Regions from separate parts of the Pan troglodytes genome. Here region 2 is linked to region 1. Evidence: chromatin contacts called from public HiChIP or PLAC-seq data. All regions are on one chromosome and are shown on one strand. The core of a region is the stretch at or near the end of the contact, and the rest is flanking DNA. Distances in the headings are between cores, read along the strand shown.

Region 1 (4,519 bases), core at 1,383-3,882:
TGTTTTTTGTTTTGTTTTTGAGACGGAGTCTTGCTCTGTTGCCCAGGCTGGAGTGCAATGGCGCAGTCTTGTCTCACTGCAACCTCCCCCTCCCAGTTTCAAGCAATTCCTGCCTCAGCCACTCGAGTATCTGGGATTATAGGTACATGCCACCACACCCAGCTAATTTTGCATTTTTAGTAGAGACGGGGTCTCACTGTGTTGGCCAGGCTGGTCTCAAACTCCAAACCTTGTGATCCACCCGCCTCGGTCTCCCAAAGTTCTGGAATTACAGGCATGAGCCGCCGCGCTGGGCCTCACTCTGAAGTGTTAAGACTCTTCCCCCTCCTCCTCCTTGTCTAAGGCAAAGCAAGGGACAGGAATTATGAACAACACAAGCTTCACACAGCAAACCTCTTCTCTTCTCCCATTCCCAACCCTAACACCCACTTGGTTCCACAGCTGACCATGACCTCCGAGCCCAGTAAGACAAAGCATTAAGAAGTGGCTGAGGACCAGGCACGGTGGCTCACTACTGTAATCCTAGCACTTTGGGAGGCCGAGGCAGGCAGATCACGAGGTCAAGAGATTGAGACCATCCTGGCCAACATGGTGAAACCCTGTCTCTACTAAAAATACAAAAATTAGCTGGGCATGGTGGCGCGCACCTATAATCTCTGCTACTTGGGAGACTGAGGCAGGAGAATCGCTTGAATCCGGGAGGCGGAGGTTGCAGTGAGCCACGATCGTGCCACTGCACTCAAGTCTGGTGACAGAGCAAGACTCTCTCAAAAAAAAAAAAAAAAAAAAAAAAAAAAAAGAAGTGGCTGAGGGCCAGGCACGGTGGCTCATGCCTATAATCTCAGCACTTTGGGAGGCCGAGGTGGGTGAATCACCTGAGGTCAGAAGCCTGGCCAACATAGTGAAACCCTATCTCTACTAAAACACAAAAAAATTAGCCGGGCATGGTGGCGCACACCTGTAATCCCAGCTACTCAGGAGGCTGAGGCGGAGAATGGCTCGAACCCGGGAGGCGGAGGCTGTAGTAAGCCGAGATCACGCCACTGCACTCCAGCCTGGGTGACAGTGAGACTCTGTCACAAAAACAAAACAAAACAAAACAAGAAGTGGCTGAGTCTTCTCCGTGGGAGTGGAGCCAAAACAGTCCCCTGAGAACCGGATGGGACCCAGGCCCTAGAAGAGAAGGCATCAACCTACACATGCTGGACAGGTCGAGATGTGTCTAGGTCCCTTCCCCTCTATTCATGCCTGAAAGGGCACCCCCATTCCTGCCCCGGCTCTCCAGCAACCCTCTGTCTATTGATCAGAATCTACAGCCACGTGTCTAGAAAGACCCATCAGAGACACCCTTGGCAACCTCCTCTCCCCTCTGCACACTGTAGGAGGCCAACTGAACTGCAGACAAGAGGTACATGGACAGGGACAATGTCACTGCTCCAAATGAGAGAACTGGGGTGATACTGTGCAATGTAATTTCAGGCAAAACCAACCCCCCGAAAAACAATCCCGTGACTGGAGAGGGAACAGCCCTGTCTTCAAAAATAGTCACCGAGTCCCTCTTGGTCAACCCCAAGGTTTCCTGAGGCGTCTCTAGTCAACACGGTAGGTAGCTGGGGCCTCTCTGAACCTCTTAGCAGGAACAACTGCTGCCAGGACCGCTCCCCACACCCAGCAGCAATGCCATTCTCTCAGGGGACCCCCGCCTTACACCCGCCCTCACTCCACCCCGTGTAAGGCTCCGGGCCAGAAGGATAGAGCTGGGAGTTTCCTCTATCACTGGGTGAGGCTACTCAGCTGTCCGAACTGACAGACGCTCTCCACGCTAAACTCAGCCTGCAGCAGCGTCAGAGCCCCCAAAGACAGGAAATAGGGGTCCCTAATCCCCAAGCACAACCTAGAGGTTCAAGGTGAACAGCTCTTAAGTACACCTCCCAAAACAGAGCTGCAGGATAGTGCTGCCCCGCCAGAGCACGGGGTGGGAGCTGAGCTACCAAAAGCAGATGGGAGGGGGCGGGGTGAGATTTGGGGAGACCCTGCAGAGGTGGGGGCTGGGCTGTTCTCTTTGAACCACCCCCACAGATGAACACGCCTGGAACTTGCCTCAGAGGCCACAGACCAACTTTCTGCAGCGAAGGGGGTGAGTGGAGCAGAGAGCCAGTGGGAGGACGGCGGAAGAGGGGGCTGCGACCCGGCGCCCCACGTGGACGTAGAGCTGAAGCGCCGGGTGATGGGAGGGGGCTGGTCCATGCCTCCCGTCCGCCCCCAGGGCCTCTCCGGGGCACTCCCTAGGCCCTGACTGTCCCCACCGCCCGGGCCGGGGGGCTCAGGAAGGGCAAAGCGCTGCACCGCGGGCAGCAGAGTTGCGGGACCAGGTGGCCTGGCCCTACCTGCAGTTCTTGAAATTCTCCCTCCAGCTCGTGCCATTCGCGCTCGCAACGCTCCAGCTGCCCGGACATGATGCGATGGTGCAAGGCGGCGGTGCCGGCGGCTGCTCCCGCAGCGCTGCCCGACCGGGCCCCCAGCGCCCCACGCCCGCGCGCTCGCCGACCGCCCTCGGAAGCACCAGCTGTTCCTGCGCAGCCAGAGCCACGCGCGCAACTGACGTCACGGCCCCGCCCCGGGGCCCGCCCCGCCCCACGCCTGGGAGGCGGGGCCGCGCGTGCGCATGTGCCCCCCCGCGCCCCGTGCCCCCCCGCGCCCCCCCCCCCCACCCCGCGTGCGGCGTTCCCGACCGGGACAAGGCAGGCTTGCAAGGTCTTGCGGGGTCTGTTGCGGCCCCCTTGGCAGTGCCTCTGCGCCTCCAGAATCTGTCTCTTCCAGGAAGAGTTGGGGGACTTGTCTGCAGGTTGCATTTGCAGAGATTATTTGACTTAGATTGTGTGTTTTGGGGGTGTCTAGAGTTTGGGGAAAGGAGATTTGGGGGAGGTGAAATGAAAGCTCACCGGCCCCTGGTCATTGCCTGACCTGAGCCCAGGCCAGCGCCCCGGAAGGCTGGCGCTGACATCGACCATCCAGCAAGGTCGGGGGCCGGGCGGCGCAGCGCAGAGAGGGCACGGTCATTTCACGTTGTCATTATTATGTCCTGCAGCTAATACATCCTAGATTCCTGCCCTCTAACGCTCTGGGTGACGTTCTTAACAGCTGTTTCTGTCGCTCAAGGGACAACCGCCTCCAAGCTGATTAAATCCAGTTCTGTCCCCTCCTCTGCCAAGTTCTGCAAGAACTGCCCCTGCCTAGCTTTCCAGTCCCTTCTGTCTCACCGCCCTGGACTCGTACCCTCCAGCCATTGCTTTTTCTCTTCCTGACCTTGCATGGAACTTTCTTCCCTCTAAATCTTCATACGACGTGCCCTTTTTTCATCATTCAGGCCTCAGTTTCAAATGACACCTGTGTTACTTTACTTTTTTATCTTTCTTTTTTCTTCTATTTTTATGGGTGTTTTTTTTTTTCTGTCGCCTAGGCTGGAGTGCAGTGGTGTGATCTCAGCTCACTGCAACTTCCGCCTCCCGGAATCAAGTGAGTCTCATACCTCAGCCTCTGGAGTAGCCAGGTTACACCACATCCAGCTAATTTTTGTATTTTTAGTAGAGGCGGGGTTTTGCAGTGTTGGCCAGGCTGCTCTCGAACTCCTGACCTTAAGTAATCCGCCTCCCAAAGTGCTAGGATTACAGGCATGAGCCACCGTGCCCGGCCCCCTGTGTTCGTTGCTAGGGCTGCCATAACCACGACCTGGGTAGTTTAAACAATAGAAATGTATTCTCACCAACTGGGGCAACATAAGGAGACCCTGTTTCTACAAAAAATTTACAGATTAGCTGGGTGTGGTGGCACGCGCCTGTGGTCCCAGCTACTCCGGAGGCTGAGGTCCGAGAATTCCTTGGGCCTGGGAGGTCAAGGCTGCAGTGAGCTATGATTGCACCACTGCACCCCAGCCTGGGTAACAGAGCGAGACCCAGTCTCATAAAGAAGGAGGCCGGGCGCGGTCGCTCACGCTTGTAATCCCAGCACTTTGGGAGGCTGAGGCAGGAGGATCACCTGAGGTTAGGAGTTCAAGACCAGCCTGACCAACATGGAGAAACCCCGTCTCTACTAAAAATACAAAAAAAAATTAGCCAGGTGTGGTGGCACAAGCCTGTAATCCCAGTTACTCAGGAGGCTGATGCAGGAGAATCACTTGAACCAGGGAGGTGGAGGTTGTGGTGAGCCGAGATCGTGCCATTGCACTCCAACCTAGGCAACAAGAGTGAAACTGAGTCTCAAAAAAGAGAGAGAGAAAGAGGAAGGAAGGGAGGGAAGGAAGGAAAGAAAAAAAGAAAAGAAAGAAATGTATTGTCTCACAGTTCTGGCATCTAGAAATCTGAGAGGAAGGTGTCAGCAGAGCAGTGCTCCCTCTGAAGCTCTGGGCAGAATCCTTCCCTCATAGCTTGTGGGTGTATGTGGTGGCGGGGGACTCCTTCACTGGCGTTCCTTAGCTCACAGCTGCATCACCCCAATCTCTACCCTGTTGCACCGTCTTCTT
Region 2 (4,519 bases), core at 758-3,257, 180 kb before region 1:
CCTTTTAAAATACATTTATGGGCAAGGCACTGTGGCTCATGCCTGTAACCCCAACACTTTGGGAGGCAGAGGCAGGAGGACTGTTTGAGCCCAGGAGTTTCAGACCAGTTTGAGCAAGCAACATAGTGAGACCCCGTAGCTACAAAAAATACAAAAATTAGCTGGGCGTGGTGGCATGTACCTGCAGTCTCAGCTACTTGGGAGGCTGAGGTGGGAGGATTGCTTGACACCAGGAGATTGAGGCTGCAGTGAACCAAGATGGTGCCACTGAACTCCAGCCTGGGCAACAGAGCGAGACCCTGTCTCAATAATAATAATAACAATAATAATACATTTATATAAGATTAAAAGTAGATCTATTTAAATAAAAATATCAAAGGAATAACACAAGTGGTATATGCATATAGTATACTGCATGTGGTAGAAAGTAAACTAAAGTTTGAGAAATTGCTGGTAATTTGCTTGAAAGCACAGGTTCTGAATGTAACAGACCTGAAGTCTGAATCCCACTTCGAGCATATAGTCAGCACCCAGTAAAATGGTTCTCTGGCCCTCCGTATGAAACTTCATCTTATGGCCGGACGCGGTGGCTCACGCCTGTAATCCCAGCACTTGGGGAGGCCAAGGTGGGCGGATCACCTGAGGTCAGGAATCCAACACCAGCCTGACCAACATGGTGAAACCCTGCTTTTACTTAAAATAAAAAATTAGCCTGGCGTACTGGCGCTCGCCTGTAATCCCTACTACTCGGGAGGCTGAGGCAGGAGAATCACTTGAACCCAGGAGGCAGAGGCTGCAGTGAGCCGAGATTGAGCCACCGCACTCCAGCCTGGGTGACAAAGCGAGACTCCGTCTCAGACAAAAAAAAAAAGAAACTTCATCTTACATCACCTAAAATGCATTCCATCCCACCCTACTTGGGCATAATTAATTGCATCTTCCTCTGCAAACTGATCTGTGATTTTACACTAGATGGCATAAGAAAACCTGCATCAGCTTTTGAGCCAGACCCACCACTGCCACTTCCGAACTACATGACCTTAGATAGGCGTTTGCCCCACTCTGGGCCTCAGTTTCCTCCTTATGCAATAAGGATGATGAGCCTTATTTGTAACTCAAAGTTCGGTCCTTAGACCACTAGCATCAGCATTGCTGGGAGTTTGCTACAAATGCAGAATCTGCTCCCTCGCCTCAAACAAAATCTGCATTTTAATAAGATCCCCAGGCAATTCATATACACACTGAAGTTTAAGAATTCACGATACAATCAGCAAATGCCGGGTGCAGTAGCTCACGCCTGTAATCCCAGCACTTTGAAAGGCCGAGGTGGAAGGATCGCTTGAGGCCATGAGTTCGATACCAACCTGGGCAACACAGCGAGACTCTGTCTTTACAAAAAGTACAAAATTAAGATAAGGCAGTCAGCGAGGCACAAGACAGCTGTTTAATCACCAAGTAACACCTGTTTCCCCCTCCCTAAAATGGAAAGAGTAACAGCATCCATCTCAAAGGGTTGTTGCAAAGATTAAATTAACTCAACAATGCACAGCACTTAAACCAGCGCCTAGCACACAGTAGGGCTCCATAAACTCTTGCTGGATATCAATATGGCTAACTCTTCAGTTGCTAAAGTTCTTTGCCTGCCTTCTTGTGCCGACAGAGGCCGCACTTGCGGCGCCTTGGGCCTCCCAGGGAGATCCGTTGCGGAGCGCCCAAACTGAGGCCGCCCTGGCATCCCAGTACCCCAGGGACTCCGGGCCGGGTTAGGCGACTTGGGGCGCCCCGAACCCACACTCACGCTTTCCAGCACGTCATAGTTGGCCTTGATCTGCGCTTCTATCTCCTCCTTGCGCCGCATCAGCTCCTGGACGTCGCTGACAGTCACGGCGCCGGCCTGCGAGGAGCCTCCGCTCTGCCTCGCTTCCTCGTCGGACATCGTGAACCTCGGGCCGCGACTCCAGAGACCCGGCTCCCGGGCTAGGGACGACGCCCCAGTAGACCGTAACTACGGCTCCGCCCATGCGCCAAAACACCACAGCCGTCCGCGAACGCGAGAACAGTTAAGGGGCGGGGCTTGGGATGGGGCTTAGGGCGGAGCTGGGTCACCGGAAGCCGCGCCCTGCCGGAACACGTGCGCCTGTGGTGACCCGGCAGGAGTAGCGTCGGAAGCAATGGATCCCCACGCAATTGCACACCAACGCTAGGGGATGATCTCGCCCCAGCTGACTCATTTTCTCATTCGTGCCGCAGACATTTATTGAGCGCCTACTGTATGGATGGATACTGTACGCCAGAGAACCGCTGCGTGGCGCTCCAATTCAGTTCTTCACATCCACACAGCCCTGGAGGATTTACAAAATACATTAAGGTTCCTTATCCCTCACTTTACAGATCCGATATGCCTGAGTACACACCCCGTATCTTGCCACTTAACGGCAATCTGTGTGACCCTAGGTCACTACTTGGCTTCTCTGGGCCTCAGTTTCCTCATCTGTAAAATGGGGCAGTAATTGATAGCAATCTATCTCATAGAGCTGTCCTTCTGCTAACAAATATTCATGGAATGATTCCTATGAGCCATATACTGTTGAAGGTGCTGGATGTTCCTGTTAAGGCCTCTAAAAATCGTAGTGATAATAATAACGGTAACAGTGTGTATTTATTGATACTTATAATGTGCCAGACGCTGTTCTAAATGCCTTACATATATTAATTCAACAACCTCATGAAGCTAGATTATTACATCCCAATTTGACAGCTGAGAAAACCGTCTCAATAACCAATTTACCCAACTAGCAAAATGTGAGGCCAAAATTCCAACCCAGCTTACCTAAACAATCAACTTTGATATCTGACCATGTGCCTCTAATATTTTGTCTTGAAAAGGGCTCAGCGGTCATCTGTGTAGTATTCAAACATGTTTGCCCTGAATCTAATCATTGGAAAACAGACATATCCAAAAGAAGGGACATACTTCAAAACAACTGGCCTGAAAACCTCAAAAAAAGTCAATGTTGTGAAATACACATGGGGAATAAGGGGTGGGGGACAGAGAAAGGAGGAGGATATGCAATTGCCTAGATGTAAGAACACTAAAGATGTGCATCAACTAAATGCAATGGGCCAGGTGTGGTGGCTCATGCCTATAATCCCAGCACTTTGGGAGGCTGTGGCAAGCAGATCATTTGAGGTCAGGAGTTCGAGACTAGCCTCGCCAACATGGTGAAACCCTGTCTCTACCAAAAATATAAAATATTAGCCGGGTGTGGTGGCACACACCTGTAATCCCAGGTACTCAGGAGGCTGAGGTCTCGAACCCCTGGCCTCAAGTGATCCAGCCCAGCTCGACCTTTCAAAGTGCTGGGATTACAGGAGTGAGCCACCGCACCCCTCAAAAATAAACTAACATTTCTAACATTATCGAGAGAGAGAGAGAGAGAAATACAGGTGCAGTGGCTCATACCTGTAGTCCCATTATGCTGGGAGATCAAGGCAGGAGGATCCCTTAGGTCCAGGAGTTTGAGACTAGCCTGGGCAACGTAGCAAGACCTCCATCTCTAAAAAAAAAAATTAATTAGCAGAGGACCAGGTGTGGTGATTCACACCTGTAATCCCAGCACTTTGGGAGGCTGAGGTGGGTGGATCACTTGAGGTCAGGAGTTCAAGACCAGCCTGGCCAACATGGTGAAACACTGTCTCTACTAAAAATACAAAAGTTACCAAGGCACAGTGCCACACACTTGTAATCCCAGCTACCTGGGAGGCTGACGCAGGAGAATCGCTTGAACCGGGAAGGCAGAGGTTGCAGTGAGCTGAGATCATGTCACTGCACTCCAGCCTGAGTGACCGAGTGAGACTCCGTCTCAAATAAATAAATAATAAAATTAAAAAGGGAGGAAGAGAGAAATAATGACTAAATGCAATACATGATCCTTACTTGAATTATTTAATGAGAAACAGCAGCTTTAAAAGACTTATTGGGCCAACTGGTGAAATCTAAATATGAACTTTATATTAAATTATAGTATATCAGTGTTAAATTTCCTCAGTCAGATAATGGTGTTGCAATTATATGAGAGAATCACTTTTATCTTTATTGGAACGAGATAAATGCTCAATTATTTAGATGTGTAGTGTCATGATTTCTGCTAGTAACTTGCAAGTGGTCCAAAGAAAGTGATACAAGGGGAGAAAGAGGCAAAATGTAACAATTAGCAAATCCCCGTGAAGAGTATAAGCATGTTCAAGAAAACTGTTTTGTAAGCTGCTTATGGCTATAATCCTAGCATTTTGGGAGGCCAGGGCAGGTGGATCACTGCCTGGGCGGCAGAGCAAGACTCCGTCTCAAAAAAAAAACTAGGCCAGGCGCGGTGGCTCACGCCTGTAATCCCAGCACTTTGGGAGGCCAAGCTGGGTGGATCATGAGGTTAGGAGATCGAGACCATCCTGGCTAACACGGTGAAACTCCATCTCTACTAAAAATACAAAAATTTAGCCGGGCATGGTGGCACGTGCTTGT

What was found. HiChIP or PLAC-seq counts read pairs in DNA pulled down with a chosen protein or histone mark.
Region 2: a contact with region 1 is called in an H3K4me3 HiChIP or PLAC-seq map of stem cell-derived excitatory neurons, with 2.6 times the contacts expected there. The contact joins the promoter of PSMD9 here to the promoter of TMEM120B in region 1. A contact is called at or near these places in 1 of 7 Hi-C or Micro-C datasets (stem cell-derived neural progenitor cells) and 1 of 1 datasets of contacts at active chromatin or transcription factors (stem cell-derived excitatory neurons).

The regions. Positions count from the first base shown.
Region 1 is chr10:128,544,781-128,549,299 of NHGRI_mPanTro3-v2.0_pri, reverse strand. It overlaps TMEM120B (transmembrane protein 120B), which reads right to left and starts at 2,632. Exons shown (of 12, transcript XM_024348095.3): 1 at 2,388-2,632. The coding sequence starts at 2,456.
Region 2 is chr10:128,722,434-128,726,952 of NHGRI_mPanTro3-v2.0_pri, reverse strand. It overlaps PSMD9 (proteasome 26S subunit, non-ATPase 9), which reads right to left and starts at 2,007. Exons shown (of 6, transcript NM_001246400.1): 1 at 1,799-2,007. The coding sequence starts at 1,936.